2 separate regions of the Ovis aries genome follow, and region 2 is linked to region 1. Evidence: chromatin contacts called from public Hi-C data. All regions are on one chromosome and are shown on one strand. The core of a region is the stretch at or near the end of the contact, and the rest is flanking DNA. Distances in the headings are between cores, read along the strand shown. Region 1 overlaps AKAP13 (A-kinase anchoring protein 13). Region 2 has its middle 24 kb from the start of KLHL25.

Evidence for each region. A called contact is a pair of places that touch in the nucleus more often than the background predicts.
Region 2: a Hi-C map of tail adipose tissue shows a contact between it and region 1, with 5 times the contacts expected there. The contact joins two enhancer-like sites. A contact is called at or near these places in 6 of 16 Hi-C or Micro-C datasets (hypothalamus, mixed tissues, muscle and 2 more).

What each region holds. Positions count from the first base shown.
Region 1 is chr18:15,925,088-15,931,386 of ARS-UI_Ramb_v3.0, reverse strand. It overlaps AKAP13 (A-kinase anchoring protein 13), which reads right to left. Exons shown (of 39, transcript XM_060402005.1): 33 at 4,595-4,756; 34 at 3,848-3,918; 35 at 3,350-3,394; 36 at 772-822. Among named protein-coding and RNA genes, the nearest start is that of TRNAW-CCA, 82 kb to the right of the region's middle. Within about 2 kb of position 2,401, at least 6 of the 54 cell types and tissues checked have an H3K27ac peak or open chromatin away from gene starts, as enhancers often do.
Region 2 is chr18:16,037,639-16,043,937 of ARS-UI_Ramb_v3.0, reverse strand. No RefSeq gene overlaps it. Among named protein-coding and RNA genes, the nearest start is that of KLHL25, 24 kb to the right of the region's middle. Within about 2 kb of position 2,902, at least 6 of the 54 cell types and tissues checked have an H3K27ac peak or open chromatin away from gene starts, as enhancers often do.

The DNA of each region.
Region 1 (6,299 bases), core at 1,152-3,651:
GAGGTCTTGTCTGGGGTGGAGTGTGCCTTTACAGGTGGGAGGAGGTATGAAGTGGATTGGTTAGATCTTTAAGAAAGGAAGTGACCCGAATTTGAGGATACTGTGTGTGAATGTGTGCTCAGCAGCGTCCCACTCCTTGCAACTCCATGGATTGGACCTTGCCAGGCTCTTCTGTCCATGGGATTCTCCAGGCAAGAATACTGAGTGGGCTGCCATGCCCTTCTCCAGGGGATCTTCCCGACTCAGGGATTGACCCTGCTCTCTTGTGTCTCCTGCACTGACAGGCGGGTTCTTTACCACTGGTGCAAAAAGTCGGACACCTACAAAGGCCGTCCAGACTGGAAGCATCTCCTCTGTGAAGGCCTGCACCCCCTGCGCTCTGGGGCATGGCTGTTAACTGTGCTCCAGGTACCTGCCATCCACCATCTGCTCAGCAACTCTAGTCTCAGAAGATCAGTGAGACTCTGTAGTGTAGTGTAAGTTGCACAGTCATTTCCAACTCTTTGTGACCCCATGGACTAAGCCCACCAGCCTCCTTTCTCCATGGAGTTCTCCAGGCAAGAATACTGGAGTGGGTTGCCAGTGCCTCCGCCAGGGGATCTTAACCACTGCCTTTTGGAAGCTTTCTCATCATGAGAGCTAGTCTCTCTTGTCTGAGGGCTGTATTTACCCATAAGAAATGTATAAACCTCAAAGATCCAGGCCAGCCACACCCTTGCTGGTCTCCCTCTCAACTAGGAAGTGAAGGGACAAAGGAGAAAAGGCACGTACCTGCAGAGCACTGAGGAGCTCGTGGAGATGGACGACGCTCTGGATGACCTGCTGCAAAAGGAATCAGCAAGCCGTCACCTCAGACCCCAGCACGCTGTGCGCCACCCGACGGGAAGCCACCCTACCCCACAGCAAGGGGCCTGCGACTCAATCAAGCACTTTCAAACTGGAAGTGCCACACAGAGTAAGCCAGTGCCCAAGTAGCCAAGAGAAACAAGATAAGATCAGACAAGCGCAACCGTGTGGGGGAGGAGTTACGTACAGTGAAAAGTATCATAAAGCTCCAATTATTTAAAATGACTGGTACAAAAATGGCATACATCCCAATTTAACCCAGCAGAAAGCTCAGAAGCAAACCACAGCATTTAGTGTAGGAGATAAGAAGCATTTCTAGTCAATGGAGAAGGAAAGAATATCAGTCAATTATTTTGAGGAAACTGGGTAAATCTTTGGAAGAACTTAAGTTGGGATCCAGCCTCACAGAAAAAAAAATTCAGTGAGCTATAAGAAAATATGAGAATGTTTTTCATTTTGAAACGGGGAAGGCTTTTCAAAGACAGCAACAAGAAAGAACACACACACACACACACACACACACACACACACGAAATTTCAACTTTTACTATATAAAAATATAAAATAAAAATCTGGCAAAGAAGACAGTGAACAGAATGAGGCAAAAACAAACAAACAAAATCTTTGATTTAAAAAAGGCTCTCAGATTAATAAGCAAAAGAAAAAACATTCTAGTAGAAAAACAGGCAAGGAACATAAACCTGCGATTCACAAAAGAAATACAAATGGTCGAAGATGTAACATTGAAAATGAGTCAACCTTATTTCAAGTCAGAACAATGCAAAAATTAAGAAGTAACTACTTGAAATTATCAAGCCAACAAAACGTCAATTAAAAAAGAATTCCCAGTGTTGGTGAAAGCATGATGAGAATGGATGAATCCTCTTGTACTGACACGGTTGGATGCAGTATAACCTTTTTAGGGAGAGGATGGCATGCTGAGGAAATAATATAGCCTTGCCAAAAAAAAAGGTATGAGGATGCTCTTGGCTGCATCATTTACAAAGCAAAAAAGCAGAGAAAGAATTGACCGTTGGAAAGATTAAATTATGGCAACTAGCATAATAATATACAGCTGTTAAATAGCATGTTTTGTACAAACGTCTCAGGAAAATGCTTCTCAAGTGTTAAGAGAAAAAAAATCAGGATATGAAGTTCCAGGGAGTATTGAAACAAACTGTGCCAAACTATTTTTATGCAATTCACACTCACAGAAACTTAGACACATAAATACATGTCCTGTGGAAGAAAAGGCTGAAAATAGAGCACCACACATTTAATAATAGTAGCTATTTCTCAGGGGTAGGCTATTTACTTATTGTTTTCCTGTTTTACATTATTGGATGGTTTTCCAGTCTTCTACCATGAACCATGTATTCCTTTTATCTTATTCGAAAACACAAAAACTTAATTATCAGGCTTAGCTCTTCGGAGAATACTTTTTGCCCCTCATTTAACTTTATTCTTAATTAACAGAGAGAAGGAGAAGTCCCAGCCGGCCAGCTGACTCTGGCTGAGCACCTGCAGTGTGCAGTCCGTGCTGGAATGCCTGGAAACCACTCATCTCCTGTGATCTCTTACCCAACTCTTCTTACTCAATGTGGGGTGGGGTGGGGGGAGTTGGTAAGTGGAAAAAACAACTAAAGGGCTGCTTTTTAAGCAGCACAGGAGTGGGGCAGTCTGTGTGAAAGCAGGTTTACTTCATTCACTGAAGGGGCTTCCTTCAGGGTGCCACAGTGTGCACACTAAGAGGCCAACACAGAAGACAAACAGCCGTCTGTGTTTAGGGGAAAAAGGAACGATTCCCTGCATCTGAAATTCTGAAACGAAGCCCCTCAGGGATTTTACGGTGTTCTATGAAAAGCAGAGAGAAGCGCAGAGCACAGCCTGCGAGGTACACCCTTGCCCCTCCCTGTCCCGGGTCCAGCTCCAGCCTGCTGACAATGTCACATGTGCAGAGTCAACTAAGCTTGGAGCCTTCAGGAGGATTTCCTCAGAGGAACCCAAGGAGATGGGGAGATGGTGAAAGACCTGGCTTACCCTGCAGGGTCGGTGGAAGGCAGGGAACCTGGTCTCTGCCAGGGGACGCCTGGGCTACTTTTTAAAGTGACATATGGAGTCAGAAGCAGTGCTCAGAGAAGAAAACTCAACTGGAGTCACTGGGCAGAATCACTCACAAGTTCCTCTGCCACGCTTCACACTGCAGCTTTGGTGCCAGGTTAAAGTTACAGCCAGGCTGGCGACAAATTCTGCTCAGCGTGAGTGGATGGAGAAGCCACGGTGGGAGCTTCGCGGCCCACGTTCAGAGAAAGCAACGGGCTTCTCAAGGACAGAGGAGCAGAGGCTGGCTTAGGAGGCAGCGATTTTCTGGCAAAAAACTGACAGGACGATGCCCTGGGGCCGACGACAGCAGTTTGCTCACCCCAGCAAAGCAGAAACGAACAGGCTCAACCCAGCAACTACAACAAAGTCCTACTCTTTGAAGAGCTCAGAGTGTCCTTACCTCACTGTTTCTCTTATGCATAAATACCAGGTTAGCATTTCCACCCTATAAAACAATAAAAAAAGTGCACGTAAAGAAAATGAAGATTGAGGCAAAAATTATAGTCATTGTGTGTCTAACTTATGCTGTGACGTCCCATGTTCGTTCTTTCTACATTAGGGCAGTGAAGAGGGGACGCTGAACTGTTGCGGAAGCCTTGCGATGAGTTCAGGTGGGGGCGGTGTGTGTTTAAACAGGGCTCTCAGTGGAACCGGTCCGCCGGCAGAGCTGTGTGCCGGAACGCGATGTCCAGAACCAGAGAGGCCTGACGGCCAAGAACACGGGGCCCAGAATGGTGCTGTTTGCTTTGAAACATGCTTTCCTCTCAAGATGAAGCAGGAAATTAAAAGGGCAAACTGGGCGTCCAAACACAATCACGGTGGACTAAATTCAAGATGCCGCGCTTAGAGGAAGGGCCCGGGAGGACGCAGGGAAGGAGGGTCTCCTAGGAAGAAATACCTTTTTCAGACCGCTGTCCGACTCGGTCCTCCTGAGGTCCTGGCCATCATCTCCCTCCTCCTTCTCACCTCCTACACAAACAAATTAGTATTGTTTCAAGTCGCAAAACAGATTAGTCAAGAAAATACTATATGCACAGCTTCGGTGCAAAATACTCCCGAACCCCAGTGATGCTGGCAGAAGGGAAGCCGCATGATTGTTAAACAGGTTTACTGACACAGAAGAACTAGGAGCAGAAAGGAAAAAACCAGTCTTATTGCCTCTTTGGCTATAGCTTAGCTGAGATCCCAGGAAAATCTTTTATTACTCAAAATGAACTCGACGCAGATGGAGGTCCCTGAGTTCCAGCAGCTGGATACTTAGGAACTCACTAAAACCTTTCCTGTCTGAGCGGGACAGAGGCGATGGAGCCACTGAGTACAGAGGGTTTCTCGCTGTGATGAAGGACTGCCCAGAAGAGCACATGAGCTCAACACCGCTGACCGAGGGGCCTCCCTGCCGAGAATCCACCTGCCCGTGCAGCAGACTTGGGTTCCATCCCTGATCCAGGAAGATCCCACATGCTGCGAGGCAGCTGAGCCCGTGCACCTGAGAGCCGGAGCTCCGCAGAAACCAGTGAGAAACCCACACACCAAAACCAGACAGGAGCCCCATGCAGCAACAAAGACCTAGCACCGCCAAAAATAAATAAATACAATCATATTAAAACACCACCACCACCACCACCACCACCGCCACCCCACTGACCTTTTGAAGCATTCATCTGATGGCTGTCAAACCCTCCAAAGGTCTCCGCTCTCCGGGGCAGGGACACAGGGCCGACCACGCCCTCCTGCTCTGCAGGGCTACTGACGACCTGCCCAAGCGAGCCTCTTAGGCTGCCGCTCACCAGACCCTGCAGGATCTCCACTGGAAGAGAGTAAACACACAACACTGACATCTCTTCTTACAATGTGAAGAAGAAAATCTCCTGATTAACACACTATATGCATAGGGAAGATGATCAGAAAATCTCAGAGCTGACTACGAGACTTCCTTTGTTTGGAGAAAGCTCTCAGCTAAGGACAGGTGTTGTAGTTGGATTCTGTTGGAAATGCAGAGATTAAACCTCCAGCCTTATTCACGTGAGATCCAGGAAATGTAAAAAGGTACAGGGAAGGTTGGAGAAGGAAATGGCAACCCACTTCAGTATCCTCGCCTGAAAAACCCCATAGACAGAGGAGCCTGGCAGGCTATAGTCCAAAAGGTCACGAACAGTCGGACATGACTGAGTGAGCACGATACAGGGAAGGCAGAGTAATTTACTGGAAGGAGCATGGCTCCTGCAGTCAGACCAGAAGCAGCCAAAAAGAAATCTCCAGGAAGTGAGGTGTGCCAATCTGAGAACAGCAGTGGAAAGTGGCAGGCTTTCTGCCCCTCCTGTAGTGACGTCAGGGGGACAGGAAGTCTGAGCATCTGAATTATCAAACCCGACCAGCCACGGTTCTTTTCTAGAGCAGCAGTGTTCCACAGAAAGGACAAAGAGCTGAACGTGGAACAGAAAATGAGCACGAGAGATGCAGCAGAGATGAAGGAAAAAGAAGGTCCATGTGGAAAGAGGAGGAGAAAAGAGGCCAGGAATCTAAGGAAAGTCACTGTCATCTTCTGAAAACACTGCAGGAAAACAACAGAAGAGGCCAGTGAAGTGAAGAAACCGATCTGAGCCTAAAAGTTTCAGTTCAGTTCAGTCGCTCAGTTCTGTCTGACTCTTTGCGACCCCATGAACCACAGTACGCCAGGCCTCCCTGTCCATCACCAACTCCCGGAGTTTGCCCAAACTCAAGTCCATCGAGTCTCATCCTGTTGTCCCCTTCTCCTCCTGCCTTCAATCTTTCCCAGCAGCAGGGTCTTTTCTTCACATCAGGTGGCCAAAGCATTGGAGTTTCAGCTTCAGCATTAGTCCTTCCAATGAATATTCAGGACTAATTTCCTTTAGGACTGACTGGTCTGATCTCCTTGCAGTCCAAGGGACTCTCAAGAGTCTTCTCCAAAACCACAGTTGAAAAGCATCAATTCTTTGGTGCTCAGTTTTATGGTCCAGCTCTCACATCCATACATGACCACTGGAAAAACCACAGTTTTGACTAGACAGACTTTTGTTGGCAAACTAATGTCTCTGCTTTTTAATAAGCTGTCTAGGTTTGTCATAGCTTTTCTTCCAAGGAGCAAGCGTCATTTCATTTCATGGCTGCAGTCACCATATACGGTGATTTTGGAGCCCCCAAAATAAAGTTTGTCACTGTTTCCACTGTTCCCCATCTGTTTGCCATGAAGGGATGGGACTGGATGCCATGATCTTAGTTTCCTGAATGCTGAGTTTTAAGCCAGCTCTTTCACTCCTCTTTCACTTTCATCAAGAGGCTCTTTAGTTCTTCTTCACTTTCTGCCATAACGGTGGTGTCATCTGCATACC
Region 2 (6,299 bases), core at 1,653-4,152, 110 kb before region 1:
GCGCTGCAACAAGGGAGCCCACGTGCAGACAAAAAGAAACAAAACCAACATCTCTCTTTAAAAAAAAAGATATGCAAACAGATGCAGAAAGAAGATGTGAAGACACACACTGAAATATCGAGGTGATGTGTCTACAGACATGCCAAGGACTGCCAACAGGAGCTACAAGAGAGACAGGGAAGGATCCTCTTCTAGAGACTTCGGATGGAGTATGGCTCGGCTGGCGTCTCGATTCTGGACTTCTAGCCTCCAACTATGCACAGTTTCAGTTGTTTTAAGCCCCATGGGTTGTAGTAATTTGCTACATCAGCCCTTGGAAACAAATATACCCTCTTCTTGCTTATGCCAGTTTCTCTTTTCCCTCTGGCTACGGACCAGCCCCTCTACAACGTAACCCACCAGGCCACCACGAGCTTGCAGAATGGGTAGTCGTCAATCAAGCTTCAAAAAAAGAGTCGTCCCTTTCTACCTCCCCAGTAGATGTCTCTGGGAAAGAACTTGAATTAGCCCAGCTTATTGCAAGATGAATCTGGACCACTGGGACGTCCCTGGTGGTCCAGTTGTTAAGACTTCGCCTTCCAATGCAGGGGGTCCAGGTTCCATCCCTGGATGGGGAGCCAAGATCCCACATGCCTTGTAGCCAAAAAATCACAATATGAAACAGAACCAGTATTGTAACAAATTCAACAAAGACTTCAAAAACGGTCCTCATCAAAAAACTAAAAAAAAAAAAAGAAAGAAAGAAAGAAAAGAAATCTAGACCAATCAGCTATGGCCACAGAGAGTGACGTAGCACCGGATGTTAGCTCCCAAAGTTGCCATGACGATGGGAAATGGGATAAAGGAGAACTTCTAGGGTAAAAAGGGCTCACTGCAGACACCCTTAAGTCATTATTCCATAAATGCTGGCGTCTCTGGACTGTGTTCATCTGTCCCTATTATGTCCGTGTGTATCTGTTGATGAAAACTGGGGTAAAAAAAAAAAAGGAGGAAAAAACACTGAATCTTAAAAAGCCAGAAATCTAGGCTGACCAATGGAAGACTTTGGCAATGTGCAATGTCAAAGAGAGGAAGGACCCCAGTGATCTGGAAGGACTAATGGCACAGCTTACAAAGTAAATAATCTGATGGTCCTTCCCCCGTGCTGTCTGCCTGGAATGGCAAATTGATGGCCTTCAGCTCTGCGGATCTCAAGAAGTGGTCGAAGAAAATGGTGCTTGCTTCAGTCTTTGTCTCTGCGGGTCTTTCTCTTCTCAGTTGCAGTGTGGAAACTGAGACAGTCACAAAAAGACAAACGCTGTGTGATTCTCCTTACAGCAAGTAACCAGAGTAGGTCAGTTCATCGAGACAGAGGGTAGAATGCTAATACTTTGATGCAAAAGAGACCTGGGTTCACCTCTGAGTTTCCCATAGACCTGAGCATGAACTTGGCTGGGCAACATAGATGCTCAATTTTCAAAAATGTTTATTGAACCAAAATAAACATTTTCTCATTCAAGTAACTAATTCATATTGAGTGCCAGGTTCCCTACAATTCTTGGAGCCACCATCCACAAATTTACAGTAGCCTCTGATTCCCCAGCCTAAGCTGGAATTGGTAAGCTGCCCTAGCCCATGAACATTTGGGAGTGTGCGCTTTCTCTGCTCTGCGTGTAAGGTCCTGGCAGCGTTGCAACTCTGGTTTCAGAAATGAGGAGCAGTGTAGCCCCACTGCCATTAAACTTGTCAAGTTTAGTTTCCCAAAAGGTACGTTGCACGTCTAACACTGCCACCTAACGAAGACCCTGGTTGGTTACGTGGACTCATCCAGCCCAGCTCAGCAATGCAGTCACTGACATTCACATTAGTCTATTGGGTTCACATCAGGGAGGAGCTGGAATTCACCCCTTGAGATGTTCATCATGGAAGGGTCTCAGCCATCATTTAACGTTCCCCTTGTTTTTATCTTATTCTAATTTATTTATTTATTTTTGGCCATGTGGGGTTTTCATACCAACCAGGAATTGAACGCATGTCTGCTGCAGTGGACGCAGAGTCCTCACCAGTAGACCAGGAAGTAGCACCCCCCCCCCCACCTCCTTATTTTTATTTATTTAGTTTCAGCTGCATTAGAACATCATTGCTTCGCCCAGGGTTTCTCTAGTTGAGGAGAGTGGAGTGGACGCAGAGTCCTCACCAGTGGACCAGGGAAGTAGCCCTCCCCTCCTTATTTTTATTTATTTAGTTTCAGCTGCATTAGAACGTCATTGCTTTGCCCAGGTTTCTCTAGTTAGGGAGAGTGGGGGCCACTCTTCGTTGAAGTGTGTGGGCTTCTCATTGCAGTGGCTTCTTTAGCCGCAGAGCGCAGACTCTGGAGTGAAAGCTCCATAGTTGTGGCGTGGGCTCAGTGTTCCGAGGCATGCGGATCTTCCCGGACGAGGGATCGAACCTGTGCCCCCTGCACTGGCAAGCAGATTCTTACCCACTTCACTACCAGGGAAGTCCACCACCTCCCCCCTTGTTAAAAATGAAGACACTGACACCCAGAGACAGTTAAGGGACTTTGTAATAGAAACAAAAGGTATAAATGGGGATCAAACCCAGACCTTTGGAGACCAAGTACAGACGAATTTCCACTACAACAGGCTACTGCCTGAGTTTTTAAGTCATCTCTGCTCAGGAACCTAGCCAATTTTCTTAGTACTTCTCCAGTTTTAATGTATGCACTGTCAAAGTAAGCGTGTATAAAAATGTACATTGTTAACTATGATAATTAAATCCTGGACTCCTCTGTACATTTTACTATAATAGCATATATCACAACATTTTATAATTATCTCTTTGTGGCCTGTCTCCCATTCCTCCCCCACCAGACTGTAAATTCCCTGACAACAAGGACCGTCTTGTTCTCAGGACCAAGCAGAGCAGCTGACACAAGTATGATCCTGGATAGATGGTAGTTAGATCGTTAACTGCGAATGAGACGTGTATCGTCTGTAATAACAAATGTGCATTTCATCTCTTAGCCTTTGGAGAAGCAAGTTATCTGAGAACGCTTAGGGCATGCATAGATGCCCCAGTAAATTGTCAGAAGTGTAACAGAATTCTGCAGATTCCTTGTGGTTTTTTGTTTGGGAGGCTTTTGTTTTATTGCTCTGTAATAAATTTCAAGCATCCTTTATGTGTCAGGAGACAGGATAACTGAATCAAATATTTTAGCAGGACCCAAATTTTAAGCATGTGATCTGCTATAATAATTTTCAGAATTAACTCAGTTGTTCATAATTCTTTATGTGCTAAAAAGCTGGGTGGCCCAGCCAATGATATATCCATCTGGGAACCAAAAGCAATTTCAGAAAAAGTCAAATCCTTCACTCGTGTTTCTCAGAAACCAGAAAGTACAGCTTAACACATGGTCCAGAGAAGCCCTTATTAGAAAATCCTCTCTTTTCCTAATTCTCTCCCTCATATCCTGCAAATTTTCAGCATCACCTTCTATACATTTTTGGTGCACTTCTGGATCAAAGTGGTGAAATCATATCATCAATGCATCTCCTCTCCAGCCTCAAGCCAATAAAATGGTACTAAATTAATTTTAAAGGTACAAACACCCAATAGAAAAGAGATGGAAAAAATACAAAAAAAAAGAAAAGATGAGGAGATGGGATACAAAGAGGCAAGAGATTTCAGCACAGTCCTGCAAGATAGTGAGCCCACTGAGACACCATAGTAACTACTGGGTGAGAAGTCCCAGCCAGGAATATCCTAAATGCTATTACACTCTGAGGCTCCCAGCATGTCATGCAGACAGAGAGACTCAGGATTCAGAAATGCTTGGTGCAAGTGAAATGTGAGGCTGACACAGAAAATTATAGAATATGTGCCCAGGGAGCCAGTGGACTCACCGCCTCACACACGCACATGTGGAAACACTGACGCCTGGAAGCAATACATACCTCCCCCACGCAAACCCTCAGACAGCTTCCCCTTAAAGAAATGGAATGTTCCAGTGGAAAGAAGCTCTGTGTTCTGGCGTTTAGGCACCCCGGATCATGAACAACAGATCTCTTGATCATCTTTCTTGAGAAGCCTCACCTAGGAAATGCAACAGGGCATAATCCTTCCAAAGGGGAATTTAGCAATTCCAAGGCAGAGGGCAGCTGTGTGTGTTCTTGACCAGAAGGTCAGCTTCTGCAAATCTACTGAAGCAGCATGAAAAAGACACGTGCACAAGGGTATTCTGTAATAGCAACTGACTGGGCCCAAATATCGTCCATAGCAATGGATTGAATAAACACTGGTACATCAAGGGACTTCCCTGGTGGTCCGATGGTTGAGACTTCATCTTCCAGTGCAGGGGTTTGGGGTTCGATCCCTGGTCAGGGAGCTAAAATCCCTCATGCCTGGGGGCCTAAAAAATACAACATAAATAGAAACTGTATTGTAGCAAATTCAATAAAGACTTTTTGAAAAATGGTCCACATTAAAAAAAAGAAAACTTTATAGAAAAAGAAACAATGGTACCTCAAAACAATGGGAAGCTTTACACCCACAAAGAGAAATGAGGAAGTTGCTTATAAACTTAAGACCCCATGGGCTGTAGCCCACCAGGGTCCTCTGTCCATGGGTTTCTCCAGGCAAGAATATTGGAGCAGGCTGCCATTTCCTTCTTCAGGGGATCTTCCCAATCCAGGGATCGAACCCGAATCTCTTACATCTCCTGCTTTGGCAGGGGTGTTCTTTACCACTAACACCACCTGGGAAGTCCCGCCACAGTGCTGATCTGCCTTAATTATACATACATCCCCTCCCTCCAGAACCTCCCTCTCTTCCCCCCAGTCCCATCCCTCCAGGTCATCACATTAACAGGGGTGGGGGGCAGGGAAGCAAAGTACAGAGCAATATTTAGAGTATGTTACCTTCTACATAAGAAAAGAAATGTGAATATAGACACTTTTTTTAAAAAGAATAGCATGATAAAACAAAACCAGTTGTAAAAACCGTTTACCTAAACACCTCACTTAAAAGTCAGAAATTGACAGACTCAATAAAAACAAAACCTAACTGTATTATTTGCAGGAAACACACTTGAAACATAAAGATGGAGGCAAGCTGACTGTAAAAGGATAGGTTAAGATCTATCACACAACCACTAAGCATAAGAAAGCTGGCGTGACTCTGAAAATAGGCAAGGGACTTCCCTGGTGGTTCAGTGGCTAAGACTCCACACTCCCAATGCAGGGGGCCCAGGCTCCATCCCTGGGCAGGGAACTAGATCCCCGTTTTGGATAAGGCCTGGCACAGACAGGTAAATCAGAAAAGAGCTGCCGAGGTAAACTTCAAGAGAAAGAACTCTACTAACGATCAAAATGGGGCATTTTGTTATAATAAAAGGGTCAGTTCATCAGGAAAATATAACAGTCTTACCTGTGCATACAGCTCGTAACATAGCTCCCAGATACATGAGATAAAATATGAGAGAACTGGTTTTCCTAATAGATCCCTGCAGCTTTAGGCGGTAAGCTTCTCGTTTGTCACTTTGAGAGCGTGCCTAGAGTTGACAACTGGCTGCCCTGATTTATCGGGGTTTTTTTTCTAAGACTTCTGCTGTTAACAATAGCCAGTGTGCTCCCCGATCCTCAGGCTTTTCTTCGCTTCCTACCATCCAGCTCTCACAGCCACTGCAGCAGCAGATGCCTTGCTTTCCACCCACATTTTACCCCAATTAACCACAGGTTAAAGGCTTAATAATCGCAATGCCGCTGCATGCCAGGTGTCCATCACACCCTCTTGTCACTAATAACGGGATCCTCAAGGCTTCAGTTGGTGAGTAATCCAGCTCCAAACATCTGTCTGCTTTCTAGGGGTCACACCTGTTATGACTGTCTCTGTCTGAGCCTCCCAGACAGCCAAGCCTGAGGCCATCTGAAGGAGCTGGAGTGTGTGTGTGTTGGAGGTGGGGTGGGGGCGGGTGGGAAGGAGAGTGCACTGTAGGGAAGGGAGGGGAAGCGAGGCAGGAGAGAGAAAGAGCCAATACAAGGGTGTATTGCCAGCTGGCCATTGCCTATTAATGTGCACAGCCCTGTGGGACCGCCCGCTTCTCAGCACAGTCTGTCTAGGAGGGGGAAAAAGGGAAGAACTGATCAGTTGGCTCCATCTCCACCAGTCAAAGGTTGGCCCTAGAGTTGTCCTTGTGGGGACACCAGCAGGGAATCACAAAGTCGCCCTCCTCAGCATCAGTGGGGTAGCCCTCTGGCTCAAGACTAGAATCGTACAACATGGGAGCTGTGAAGGAAAGCGCAGTCAAGGCGTGTGACGGC